Linked DNA regions of Mus musculus: all the other regions are linked to region 1. A link is a contact called in public Hi-C and HiCAR-type data. All regions are on one chromosome and are shown on one strand. Each heading gives the region's core, a stretch centred on a gene start, on an enhancer-like site or on the middle of the called end of the contact. The rest is flanking DNA. Distances are from core to core; before and after follow the strand shown.

Evidence for each region. A called contact is a pair of places that touch in the nucleus more often than the background predicts. HiCAR-type assays count read pairs that join an accessible place to other places.
Region 2: a contact with region 1 is called in a Hi-C map of granulocyte-monocyte progenitors, with 3 times the contacts expected there. The contact joins two enhancer-like sites. A contact is called at or near these places in 2 of 484 Hi-C or Micro-C datasets (granulocyte-monocyte progenitors and nephron progenitors).
Region 3: a contact with region 1 is called in a HiCAR-type map of fibro-adipogenic progenitors, with 7 times the contacts expected there. The contact joins two enhancer-like sites. A contact is called at or near these places in 3 of 484 Hi-C or Micro-C datasets (Sertoli cells and embryonic stem cells), 3 of 115 datasets of contacts at active chromatin or transcription factors (cardiomyocytes, fibro-adipogenic progenitors and large pre-B cells) and 1 of 9 other capture datasets (embryonic stem cells).

Annotation. Positions count from the first base shown.
Region 1 is chr7:98,670,136-98,674,434 of GRCm38.p6, forward strand. No RefSeq gene overlaps it. Among named protein-coding and RNA genes, the nearest start is that of Emsy, 16 kb to the left of the region's middle. Within about 2 kb of position 2,621, at least 62 of the 459 cell types and tissues checked have an H3K27ac peak or open chromatin away from gene starts, as enhancers often do. A contact at or near this core is called in fibro-adipogenic progenitors and granulocyte-monocyte progenitors, where this site is marked.
Region 2 is chr7:99,025,388-99,029,650 of GRCm38.p6, forward strand. The region is part of intron 6 of Uvrag (UV radiation resistance associated gene); the gene reads right to left. Among named protein-coding and RNA genes, the nearest start is that of Uvrag, 110 kb to the right of the region's middle. Within about 2 kb of position 1,919, at least 101 of the 459 cell types and tissues checked have an H3K27ac peak or open chromatin away from gene starts, as enhancers often do. A contact at or near this core is called in granulocyte-monocyte progenitors, where this site is marked.
Region 3 is chr7:99,074,802-99,079,412 of GRCm38.p6, forward strand. The region is part of intron 5 of Uvrag (UV radiation resistance associated gene); the gene reads right to left. Among named protein-coding and RNA genes, the nearest start is that of Uvrag, 64 kb to the right of the region's middle. Within about 2 kb of position 2,645, at least 31 of the 459 cell types and tissues checked have an H3K27ac peak or open chromatin away from gene starts, as enhancers often do. A contact at or near this core is called in fibro-adipogenic progenitors, where this site is marked.

The sequences.
Region 1 (4,299 bases), core at 1,371-3,870:
CCAGGTTCTGTTTTTATCCTGATGTGTGACCGCTTGCTTGTAAGTGGCGTTTGTGGACTTTGGTGGGTCAGGAGGCACCTTCCTCCAGAGGCTTCACACCTCTCTCTGCATTTATCACGTTGTTCACAGATCTAAAACTTGTGAATTCCTTCTCATTCAGCAACCTGAGATTCCTAGAGAGGAGCGACTTTCATAGCCTCTGTCCTGAAAACAGAGGTAGGGAGTACGCCAACAAGGTAAAAAATGGTTTGATTGGTGGAGGAAATGGGAATGCAAACAAGACATGTGGGATAATCTTCTTGTACATTCTATGAAACTGTGTCCCTGTCCATCCTCACCTGCCTAAGGCGCCTTGGCTTGGTTTAATAAAGAGCTGATAGCCTACGGCCAGGCAGGAGAGGGTAGACGGGACTTCCAGGCAGAGATAGAAACTCTGGGAAAGAATCAGGCATAGGGGATTCGCCAGCCAGACATGGAGGAAGTCACATGTTGGACGAATGGTTACTGAAATAGAGGAAATGGACTACATGGCAAAGATGAATTAGTATAAGTGGGATGTTACGTTATATGAGCTAGTTGGGAACAAGGCCTAAGCTATAAGGCCTAAGCATTCAAAAATAATAAAACGTCTCCATGTCATTTTTCTCAAGCCGGCAAGTCAAGACAGTCAGGTGATAAGACAGACTTAGAGCTTGGGTATTTGAAGCTGTAAGATGGAGGGCAGCTAGTGGAAGGTCCAGAGCCAGGATGATTCAAGTGTGTTCAAATAGCATATTGTGGATGGTTCATGACAGACACTAAGGATGAGCCCAGGGTGTCTGGCTGAAGTAGATCCAGAGTACGGTATGAACGGAGAACGCATAAAGAGCACCTGACCTTGCAGAGGGCAGGGCGAGTGCCAGAAGGAAGTGTGTGACCTGATTCAATGAGATTGTGCAGGAGGATCCTGGGCAGAGAGGCTCTACAACAGACAGAGACCAGCAATGCTGAGGGTAAAGATAGGAGTGATCAGAGCCATGGGGGTGGGAGTGCAGGCAGGTTGGTATAGATGGAAGAGCCAGCTGAGACAGAGGGAAGTAAGCAAGGGGGAAGGTCTAAGGTCAGAATGTGAAAGCTAAGAGCTTAGATCCACCCAGTAGGACAGAGGCTGTAAATTATCCTCATGCTTTGGCCTATGTGCTTTGCTTGCCCCCAAACAGGGTTTTTCGAGACAGGGTTTCTCTGTGTAGCCCTGGCTGTCCTGTAACTCATGCTGTGTAGACCAGGCTGGCCTCAAACTCAGAAATCCGCCTACCTCTGCCTCCCAAGTGCTGGGATTAAAGGCATGCGCCACCACTGCTCAGCTGCCCAAACAGGTTTTAAGAGGTTTGCTTTGCTGATGTTTCAGCTCTGTGTTTGGCCACCCTAGGCTCTCATTCGGGTTGTCCTGAGGCCTGTTTGTCCTACGTGCTACGAACAAGTATTTAGTGACTCCACAGACTCGCCGCACCCATTTGTCATGTGCTTGTGTTCTTGGTTGTTAAGAAGAAATATATTCCCTAGTATCAGTGTCTCCCTGTGGTTGACACAGAGGTCAAACCACCACCACGGGCATTTCAGGAAATGGGGAACAGCAGGCCTCTGTGAGGAAGAAATGAGGTCTGTCCTCGGGGAGACAGCAGATTTCTCCTAAGCCTGTTCCCTTGTTCGTTTGTTTGTCATCTGCAGGGTTGCTGTGTAAAACACGATGACTTCACGGGCACCTCACTTTCATTAGATCTCACAGTGCTCACAGAGCATCAGGAAGGAATGTGCAGGGTGGGCTAGTCTTAAAGGTGTAGAAGACATGTCTGGCCCGAGCCTCTGGAAGAGAGGCCAACACTGACTCTCAGAGCCTCAAGTAAGTGATGAATCAAATAGAAAGAAATCGAAAGGACACAGAGAAAGGGTTTGTCTGGACCCCAAAGGCTGCTAATGGCCAGAGCTCTCTGCAGCCAGTAATGCCACAGGGGAGATGTAAGAGCAGATCCACCCACACCCCTATCTAGGGCCAAAAGACTGAAGTGCACTTTAAAGACAGGGGCTTGAGAGCTAGCCTAGCTGTTCAGCAAGGTCACCAGATCCGGCCACTCGCCTGCTAGCCATCTCTCCTCACATCCTAGCACTGCCTTTCACATCTAAGTATCTAAGCCCTCCAGCTCTCCTAGAGTCTTGAACTCAGCTTTTGTACTCTGAACAGCTGGTCAGAGGAGGCTGCCTCGGCCCCATGGGGACCTCCTGTCTTCAGCGATGATTCTCCGCAGCCCAGCTCCGGCAGTCTGGCCTCCTCTCCCCGTGTAACTGATCCCAGTCCTCTGGCTCTGTCAGCACCTCTTCTGTGTACACTATGACATGTGTGAGCCCCCAGCTGGGCGGCAACCCTCAATGAAGTGTGAGTTTCCTCCCAGCTCACACAGACTGCCTTTCAGCAGAAAGCCAGACGCCAGGGACCCACTAGTCTTAGAAACCGTGCTTTCACTGGGGGATCACGGAGAAGAGCTCCCCTAAGCCTTCAGATTGACATCCCTGCTCCACATCTTCTCCCACAACCATTCTGCTTATGCCTGCAGAATTAATATGTATAACAGCACAATGCTGTGTCATGTTTCAAAATCCTTCAGTGGCTTCCCCTTTTCTACAAAATTCAAAACAAGCGATTTGTGTTAGCATGTGGCACCTTCCCCAAGAAGATCCCAACATGCTTCTTATTGGCTTCCCTCACTCCCACCACTGTCAACAAATGCTCCATCTGGAATGGTGCACATGGTTCTCAGGCAAGGAGCTTGCTTGTTCCACCTCTCTCCTTCCTTCTCAATTGCCGGGTATATAGCCCTGTGAGCCTGTAATCTCAAGGCTAGAGAGGAAGAGTCAGGCAGAGTCCTAGGACTAGCTGGCCAGTTAGTCTAGCTGAATCCATGGCTCCAGGTTTGATGAGAGATTCTGACCCAATAAATAATGTGGAGATTGAGAGAGACAGATAATGTTGAACTGTGGCTTCTACCTGCACACATAACCATGCATACACACACACAGAGACAGAGAGACAGAGACAAAGAGACAGGAGAGACAGAGACAGAGAGACATACCTGGGGATCATCTATTCAATTATTTGGGCATGTGCTTTAGAGCCTAGACCACAGAGGTCAAGTAACACAACACCAGGGAGAGCCTGGCAAAGATATTCAGAGCTATTTATAAGAATGAGTGTGCCCTCCGTCCTGACATATTTGGTAGATTGAGAAAAGGACCTTCCTGGTATCTCATGCAATCTTAGTCTCTTCCGCATAGAAATGGTTTTTAAGTGTCATTTTGTCCATTCTTGTGTTTGATGACAAGAATCTCTTTAGAGTGTCCCTAGTGAGGACATGGTGCCAAGTCATTTCCCACAAGGACAGTTAGAAAAGTGGCTAGGCCCATCTAGGTGGAAGTAAATGCCTGGACCAAGAGATGAATTTCCTGTGCCAAGACACCACAGTTAAGTCTCTTCATGGAAGAGACTTTTCCTTTATGCCTGCTGCTCTCAAGCACAAGTGATCAAAGCTCAGCTTGCTGGTAATAAAGGACCAAGGCCAAGCCACTAGTGTGTCACTTGTCACCATTCCACACTGCACCTTGTGGCTGCCCCTTTTCATTCTCATAGGGGAGGGCATCCTAAGTTCCACACATCAAAGATCCAGGAATCTGGATATTTTATCCCAGAAACTGGGAGATGATGAAATGTAAATAAAAGAGCACGATGGTCTTTAGAGCCGGCCAGGTGGTGAGTGAGCAGTTTGCATTGTCTGGCTAAGAACAGGTTCTGAATGGTATTCTGTAATTTCCTATCTCTGTTACTCTGGCTAAGACACCTAACTTCTCCGAGGCTTCATTTTATAGTATGTAAAAGAGGGAATGCTAGTGTTCTCACTGGTTTATGACAAATACGAAAATGCACGGGCATCGGATAGGATGTCTTCAGCTTCTAGTGATAAACAAGGACCCAAAATGGCTAGCAAGCACCATGAAGGAAATTTAATAATCTTACATAACAGGAAGTCCAGAAGTAGGGGAGTTTCAGGATTGGCGAGCCCCTAAAGGACCCAGGTTATTTTCATTCTCTGCTAACCTCAGGATGAAGCTCGGCTGGGCTGGACTCACACAGTTCAAGGTATCACATCCACACCCTCCACTACACCGCAGCAGGAGGGAGATCACTCTCTGTCTCATTTCTAAGAGTGAGAAAGTCTTTCCTAGAAGCCTCTCACTGATTCTCGACATCACATTGTTGGCCAGACCTGAGTA
Region 2 (4,263 bases), core at 669-3,168, 350 kb after region 1:
TCGCATTCCCTGAGGCACCCCCATTTCAGTGCTGAGCTCCTCACGGTGGCCCATCTGTCCTGCAGACCCAGTACCCCGGTCACCTGTGCCACCTGTCGGCAATCTTCATAGCGAGCACAGAAGACCTCAGGCTTTCCTGCCAGCAACAGTCTAGACTCCAGGGCTTTCCTCTCATAGGCCAGAAGAGAGTTTAAGGTTCTCATTTAGACAGCGATTACAGAGGCTTTTTGACTCTGCCTGGGATTAAATTTTCTTAAAGACAACTAGAAATATCACAAGCTACAAACTCATAGCTTAAAATGTTAGTGCTGTGGCAGTAGTGGCACATGCAGGAGGCAGAGGCACTCAAATCTCTGAGTCCAGCCTGGTCTACAGAGCAAGTCCAGTTTAGCCAGAGCTACATAGAGAAACCCTGTTTCCAAAAATCAGATAGACAGACAGATGAATAAATGAATAAATAAGTATTAGTGTTGCCTCGTACAGCCAGACCCAAGCCACTTTCTCCCTTCTCTGGTAAGTACAAACCTATGTTCTCCAGGCCTCTAAGGGTTATGGTCAGCTGTCCCTTTCACAACTGTGACATCTCTCACACTATATATATACGTCTAGTCATGTTAACATTACCCATCAGTTTTTAAAAAATGTTCTTTCCTGGTAAGTAGAAGGGTTACAGCCTATCGATGTTTTACACTATGCATTTCTATCACGCGTCCAGAACAGATGGCAATCACCATGCTACAGAGCTGACTGCCACACAGCACACTGCCCAGGCCTCTCAGTGCTCACTCTGCTCCACAGACAGCCCACAGCCTCCTCCGTCCAAATGAACACTGCTGTCAGAATATCCAAAACACGCATCTCAACAGTAGTCACGCAAGATCACAGCACCAGAATGAGGTTCAAGAGACGTTCAGGCCTCTGTGTATCAGTCACCAGGAGGGACAACAGTGAGAGACTCTGTACTAGCACCGAGTGTTCACGGGCTCTAAAAAGGCATGGTTAGATAAGCTTTTTGATTAAAGGTAGCCTATCTGTCCATTTAAAAAGAGAGAAGAGGTATGCGTGGCGGCACATCCTTCTCATTCCAGAACTTAGGAGGCCAAGGCAGGAGAATCACAAATTTAAGGTCAGTTCTGAGTTACAATTTTAAAATAATTGTATCTGGAACATCATACACTTATTTACTTAATAATTCTATTGAACAAATAAACATTCATTTAGATTTGCTGTGCTAGGCAGTGAACTGACAACAGGAAATAAGCAAAATAAGCAAAAATTTGTTTTGTTACACTTCTAGCAGATTTGTTCTTTTATACAATGAAGGAGTCTGGAGGCATTACGAAGTTATAACACAGTTCCCTGTAGATTTTGAATTAGTCAAAAAGATTATCAAGATACTAAAACTGAATCTTGCCTGCTCACTTCCATGTGTTAAGGTATTAACTTCCCAAATAAATACATAAGGCTTTTACAAGCTAAGGTTAAATGGGGTCATATGGTTGGGATCCTAATACAATAGAATTGGTGGCCCTAGACCAGTGGTTTTCATCCTGTGTGTCACAACCCCTTAGGGGGTTGAACAACCCTTTCACGGGGGCTAAGACCACTGGAAAACATATTTACACTATAACCCATAACAGTAGTAAAATCTCAGCTAGGAAGTAGCAATGAAAATAATTTTATGGTTGGGGTCACCACAACACGAGGAACTGTATCTGAAGGTTGCAGCACTAGGAAGGTTGAAAACCACTGCCCTAGAAGAACTGTCCCTCTCGGGCCTAGAAAAAAGGCTATGGGAGGACACTGTGAGAAGGCAGCCATCTGCAGGCCAGGAAAGACGGCCTCCCCACACATTGAGATGTGGGCACTCTGATCTCAGACTTCCTGCTTTCAGATCTATGAGAAAACACATTTCTGTTAAAGCCACCCAGACTCTGGAATCTTGTGGCAGCCCACACTAATACACTCGCTAGGTCTGACCTCATCAGGTAAGCTCTTAAAGTGACTAGCTCTTCCTGAAAGACGGGGCTTAAAGCATGACAGGACCTGTGGGGTAGGGCCCTGGGCAAGGACCTAGAGCAGCCTCTCTGGAGCTGAAGTAGGCCCAGGTGACGACCAGCGAGAACTAGGAAGCTGACTCCTACAACCACAAGGAGGTGAGCTGTGCCAGCAACCACACAAACCTAAATAAGGACACTGAGCTCTAAGACACAACAGGACACGTACACAGGGCCTGCAGTCTCCCGGGACCATGACCCTCATCACACTGTGGTCATTTGTCCAGCACAGGCCCCCAGACTCCTTAACACGTAACCTCACCCTGTTAGTGCTGAGGTCCTGAGCGTGTCTGTAGCAGCACTATGCACAGGCGTCTCAGAACACTGCTTCAACGAGTGTTGCGCTGCTTCCCTTCCCTTCTCTTCTCTTCCCCTCCCTTTCTCTCCTTCCCTCCTTCCCTCAGTAGGTGCAGGTCCATCTCACTGTCGAGATCTTCACTGCAGAGTATACAATAAGTCAATGTTTTGATTTCTACTGATTCTATTTTTCTCAGGTCCTAGGAAATATATTGACTAACATGTTTAATTATGCTTTCTTACAATGTGTTGAGCATGGAAAAAAATGCCTGGGAAACTATCTTGAGATCATTTTTTAAAGTTAGCAAAGCAGAAAGTCCCTACCATTTCTCATTCTGGATATACCACATGCCTGTGGATGTAACTCAACTTTTTCTAACTCCTCAGACCTCACTGATTATCAACACTGACTTGACGAGTGACTAAAGGCTCTGGGTGCCTGTTTCAGCACAGCTGCTGCATTGGAGGAACACCTTAGTGATGCTAAGCACATACTGTTCGGGTAGAGGACTGGGATTTGACTCCCAGCACTCATGCTGGGCCGCTCACAACACCTACAACTTGATTTCTGGGAAATCTGGCGCCCTCTTCTGGCTTCCCTCAGCACTTCACTCACACGCACAAATCCACACAGTTCCACATTTACAAACACACAATTTAGAATAAAATACACAAACAAATAAGTAGAGCTGTTATCCACATGGCAAGCTTCCTTCTTCCCATACAACTCTCGTCGCAATTACATTTCATACTGAAACTTAGGATGCATTGAGTCTCTCTTCTGGCTTTCCAGTCCTCAGAAATCTTCATGCTGTGTATACACTCCCCTTATCTACCAGCTCCACATCACAACTGCACTGCACAGCAAGTCTTTGTTCATGTGCTTACACTGTAATGCATCCCTTGTTCACTGTTATATGCTCCCCCTCCCCCTCGCCACCCCCCCACCCCTACCCCCCACCCAGCAACCCCAGCATGCTGCGTTTCCCACCATGAGGCGCTCAGCAAACACTTTGCTGGTGAGCAGTGGAAGGAGTGGACATGTTGAACAGCACTAGATCAAAACCAGAGCCCTGTGCCATGGTATTAAACATTTCCTTCCGGGCTGATAGTGAGTCATTAAGCAGTTATCAATGTGTCTTCTCTGTCATTTAGCTCATACTTCTTCATCTTGCTGACAAAGCTATAACCGCATCTCTCATCAAGCACATACTAGAGTTATGTATCTGTGCAAATCTAATTATCCTTTCAAAGCAGATATATCAGCCTGAGATAACTTGTTCCTGAAAGAGCTTGCCTGAAAGAAGCAATAGTCAAGCTACCATTTGAAAGAAGGCCATACAGGGCTCTGGACGATGTGTACAAGGGGACTGCCTTGGAGGGGATTAGAAATCACTTCTCAAAGTCATTAAAGGAGTAGAATGTCTTGCATATCCACAACAGAAAGGAAGTGATGCACTAAAACAACGTATGGAAGAGCTACATCCAAAGGGACAGTCTGGGAGGCGACCAGAGCTCCACCACTGTGCGCTCCATGTGCCCCAAATCATTTGCATCTCGACAGCACCTACAGCACTCTCGGACACATGGGACTCCCTCCAATACTTGAAGAGTTTATTAAGTATTATTCTCCCAAACCAGGAATCTACCCCAAAGCCTCCGACATTCCTCTGTCTAGACCACTCACATAGTTGAGAACACACAGTCTCATGGTAATGGCAGCAAATAAAACACAATACTTGCGCTACATATAAAATTAATATACTTTCATTGAAAAGTAACTGGTAGCGCTGTGGGTGGGAAAGTTCTACTGAGAAGATGGGGGCGAGGTGTGGAGGGTGAGAGCATGTGCTAATGAGAATGTCAGGTCTAACTAAGATGTCCTCTCAGAACCAGCAGCAAGGATGAT
Region 3 (4,611 bases), core at 1,395-3,894, 400 kb after region 1:
CGGGCAGTGGTGGCACACACCTTTAATCCCAGCACTTGGGAGGCAGAGGCAGGCAGATTTCTGAGTTCCAGGCCAGCCTGGTCTACAGAGTGAGTTCCAGGACAGCCAGGGCTACACAGAGAAACCCTATCTTAAAAAAAAGAAGAAGAAGAAGAAGAAGAAGTTTTAGTAATGGTTTAGAAAGAAGAAACCAGACCTTGATAGGAGTGCACGCCACTGATTAGTGAAGACAGGTGCTACTGCCTTGATTTGAAACAACAAAGTACATTAACATTTTAGAAATGGAAAACAACCAAAGCCCACAGTGAAGGAGTGGACACTGGCAGGTTCTATCGTTACTGGTTCAAAGAGAGAGGGGATGACGTGAGACAGCCTGGGCTAAGAGAGGGGTGGGCACTGGTACTATTGGACAAAGGGTCACTGTGGCAGAGGGGAGGAACCTACTCAATTGGGGCCAGGAGGGTGCACCAGTCTCTGAAGCACCTGACCAAAGTCCAGCTGGCCAGGAAGGAGCTATGTGGGGAGACTGGGAGGCTGGGGGGTGAGGGGCTAAAAGGACTGGAGGTGACCTCCTAGCGCCCGGTCAAAAGCTCAGAAGCACCTGTAACTCCAAGCTCTGCAGACTCTAATGCCCCCCCCCCCACACACACACACACACAAACAAATGAAAGTTTTTAAGAAAATCCGGATACAATGGGCTAAGGAGAACAAAAGTCTGGCAGAGCCTGAGGACAGCGTAAGCGATCCCCTGCAGGTTTCCAGCAATGCTGGGCGCACCGTCTTTGAGTGGCAAGTGAACTTTGCACAGCCCAGACTCACCAACCTGGACAGAATAAGAAATCAGATAGGCAAGAAGAAAAATAAAAGACAATAAAACAAAGCTGACGGCTTATCCCACATATGGGGAAGTGTCCTTTCTATGGTTGCAGTAGGCTGGTTACACTATGCGTGAGGAGGGCTACCTGCTGGATCCACAGACAGCCTGGGTCCCATGTGCACATGTGCACGGACACTAATGCGCTTTCAAGTGTTGGCCAAGTTGAAACTGAGTAAAACGGCAAGTGTCTCTGCTAAGCGTCTGCAGGTCTTGGACACCCTCTGCCTGGGCTCTGATGAAGCCCAGATGCTGAACCGTTAAAGAGGGAGGGGGAGACCTCTTCTCAGACACTGAGCTCAGTATGGACACCCTCCTGCCCCCAGTGTGGCCACAGCTTCAGACGTGCCTTTCCTCTCTCGAAACCGTGAGAAGCACTGTGCAGTAAGGACAGCAATGTAAGCGAAGACACGTGAGTCCTGAAATGGGCATTACTGCTTTTTAAGGAGCATTCAAAGCAATAAGGAAGGTTCTTTTAAATTAAGGTTCTTGGGTTTAAAGTAAGAAGTCACAACTATAAACACTCAAGCAGAAAGTAGACTAAGAGTCTTGGTGCTGCTACTTTCAGAAGGACAGGAGGGCCTGCTGGAGTGGCCGCCTCTGGAGTGTGGTGTCCATTTTACAGCAGGGCAGAGCAGAGAGGAGGAACAGAACTCAAGTGGACTGCATTCATTCCTGGAAAAATGTGGCCAGGCAGAAAAAGCACTAGAGCCTGAGACCATACAAGTGAGACAGCGGGCTGGGGAGAACCCTTGGCCAGGGAAATGCCCGCCGGACAAGCATGCTGTCTTGTTCGGTAAAAGCCAGGTAGAGCTGTTATGTGTCTGTAACTGGTTTGGGGTGCTGAGGTAGGTGGATCACTCCAGCCTCACCAGGCCAATGAACTCTGGGTTCAGTGAGAGACTGGGTCCCCGACGATGACGTCAATAATGTAGAGAACAGTAAAGTAAGACACTTGTCACTGACCCCTAGCTTCCATACCTACATATGCACATGGGTATACACAGACACACAAAGACGTGCAAGGCGCACACAGGAGCATATACCTTAGAGGCAGAAAGAGTACATCTAAAATCTCCTATAACCAGGGAGAAGCCAGCAGACATGAGGGAGGAGGAGCCATGAGGGAGAAGCCAGCAGACATGAGGGAGGAGGAGCGGGCAGCAGTGGTGTGGCTAACCATCATCACTGGACGGAGTAAGGGGCCCGGCTTGTGGGGAAGCTTGAATGGCACTGACTTTTCAGAGCTAAGAATGTCTTCATTCCAAATCTAATCTAAAAGAGACTAAGGATTTTAAACAAACAAAAGGCTCAGCTCTGAGTCTGGGGAGGACAAACCTCAGGCTGATGGTGTTTACCTCTGAAGAGTCTAAAGCATCTCTCCGAAGCATCTCTCTTGGCTTCCCACCTCCTGGTGCTACATACAATTCTCAAAAGCTCAAAAAGTATGCTACGAAGACAAGAGCCTCCAAACTCATAACAGGAAACGAGGCCTTCTCCCAGGTTATTTTCTGGCTTCAATGAAGGCGGAGAATGGGGACCACACTGTAGCAGAAGGATTTATAAATATAAATTACAGGATAAGACTATTTTCCAAACATCTGTCAAAAAAGTTAATTTGATCCAAGAAGAAAGGGGAGTGGGAGAGCCAGAGGGAGGCCAAATGCAGTGACTAATGGATGTGACGTCAGTGGGTCTGGGCGGGGTGACGGCTTCAGTTCCCAGCACGTCTCTGCTTTAGCAATACCTCGTCAGCCTAACGAGCCACTGGCCTGAGAGCTCTCCTCCAGCTCTCTGCACTGCTAGTGGACAGTTCTAATTGAATGTGAAACTACAGGCCTGGGACCCACCACCTCAAGTGGGAGGGAATGCAGACACCACGTGGCCCAATTCAGAGATACAAGTTTCTAAGGGAGTCAGACCAGCGCTCAAATGAAAAGCCTGCTGCCTACCTACTGGCTGTGCAATCCTGCGTCCATAGCCTGACGATTTCTTCCCAGGCGCTTTGCCCATCCACTGAAAATGGCCGTGTCGTGGAGTTGCTCCACATTAAATGAATATACGCACTGCATCTACTATAATGTCTGCCATTTAAAGGACTTGGCAATGAGGCTGGCAATGGGAGGTTTTCAAAGGCCCGCCCCTGCCTGATGCAGTAGTGGACCAAGGATGGTTCTGAAACAAGCTCACCGGTGTTTACAAGGTCAGATACCAAGATGTGTTAGAATAACACAGGCAGCAAACAGACAGCCCTGACTATCTATCTGTCCAGCCTGTCTTGTTTACTGGAGACACAAATGATGACTGACTGAGATACATATAAGAACAACTTTGAAAAGTTCTCCACTTTTTCAGGACTGAAGAGATAGCTCAGCAGCTGAGAGCATCTTACTGCTCTTTCAGAAGACCAGGTTCAATTCCCAGCCCCCACACAGTAGCTCATAACCATCTATAACTCAAATTCCAAGTGGTACACTTACATACATACAGGTAAAACATTTATATTCACAAAAAAGAAAAGGTTTTCCAACTGTTTAAAAGTCTGAGCAGAAATGATCTACTGCCCAGCTCGGTGTCAATCAAAGACAGGCTGAACTTAAAAAATCCTAACTTCTAAGTGCTCTGCTGTGTACTACAGGGCAGGATGCTCTCTGCCATCAAGCTAGACCCAGTGCAGGATGACCAAGAGCGAACAGCCACTGTCCAACCTCTCAGTCAGTCTTAGAAGGGCAATTAAATAAAACCTCTTCACTTTTCCAGGTTCTGCGCCACCCCTCACACCTCACCCCACCCCTGTCTACTTCAGTGACTGTAAGGCAAAGAAGATACCACCAGCACCCCTCACAGCTAAGGAAATACAGCACTTTAGAAATCCCCAAAAGAAATGGAAAGGTAAAAAGGATAGCCGCTACCTTTCCCCAGGTTACAGAGCAGAATGAAGAAAGGAGTCTAAAGGGAGGTAGAGCCGCGCTCTGATTCCCATGTCCACCATGCCCTCATCCTAGCACACAGCCCGCTCTTCCTTCCCATGGCGGCTCCCTACTGCATCCCTGGCAGGCGCAGGCGCCTGACCCTGGCATCAGAGACAGGCATTAGGATTGTTGTGTACCCTAAAAAGGGGGACAGACCCTCCAAAAGATTATAACAAGCTGGCCCGGTTGCCCACGGTGGTCTGTCTGTCTGTCCAGAGGCTTCTAAAGTGAAGAACACAAGCGTCAATCCTGCATAGAGATGGGTGAGTCACAGGTATAGAAAGTCAGCTGACCTCTGTGTTTCAAATGCACATAGCCCGAAGCAGACCTGCCCTGCCCTGCCTTCTCTGTGACTGCTGTAAAGATGGGCTGAGATTACTCAGAGAAGTCCTTACAGGCTGACGTATACAGTGGTTCTAGTACACTATCTACAGCTGTGCTGATCATATGTAATTACAGCTGTGCTCAGCTATCATCTACAGCATGGCACTAACTTACATGCAAGCCTGAGAGGCCAGAAGGCTCCTGAGCCTCCGTTTCTTTATTTATGAAATGGAGGCACTGGGCTAGAAAATTCCAATAGTTCATGCTTTTTTTTTCCTTTTTTTCTTTTTTTAAGGCAAGATCTTATGATGAAGCCCATGTTGGCTTTGAGTTTGAGTACCTCCTGCCTTGGCCTCTCAACTTCTGAGACCACAGGTGCATGCAGCCATGCCTGGCTCCCTGGAGCAAACTAGAATTTCTTGACTTTCAAGATGCGGCAGC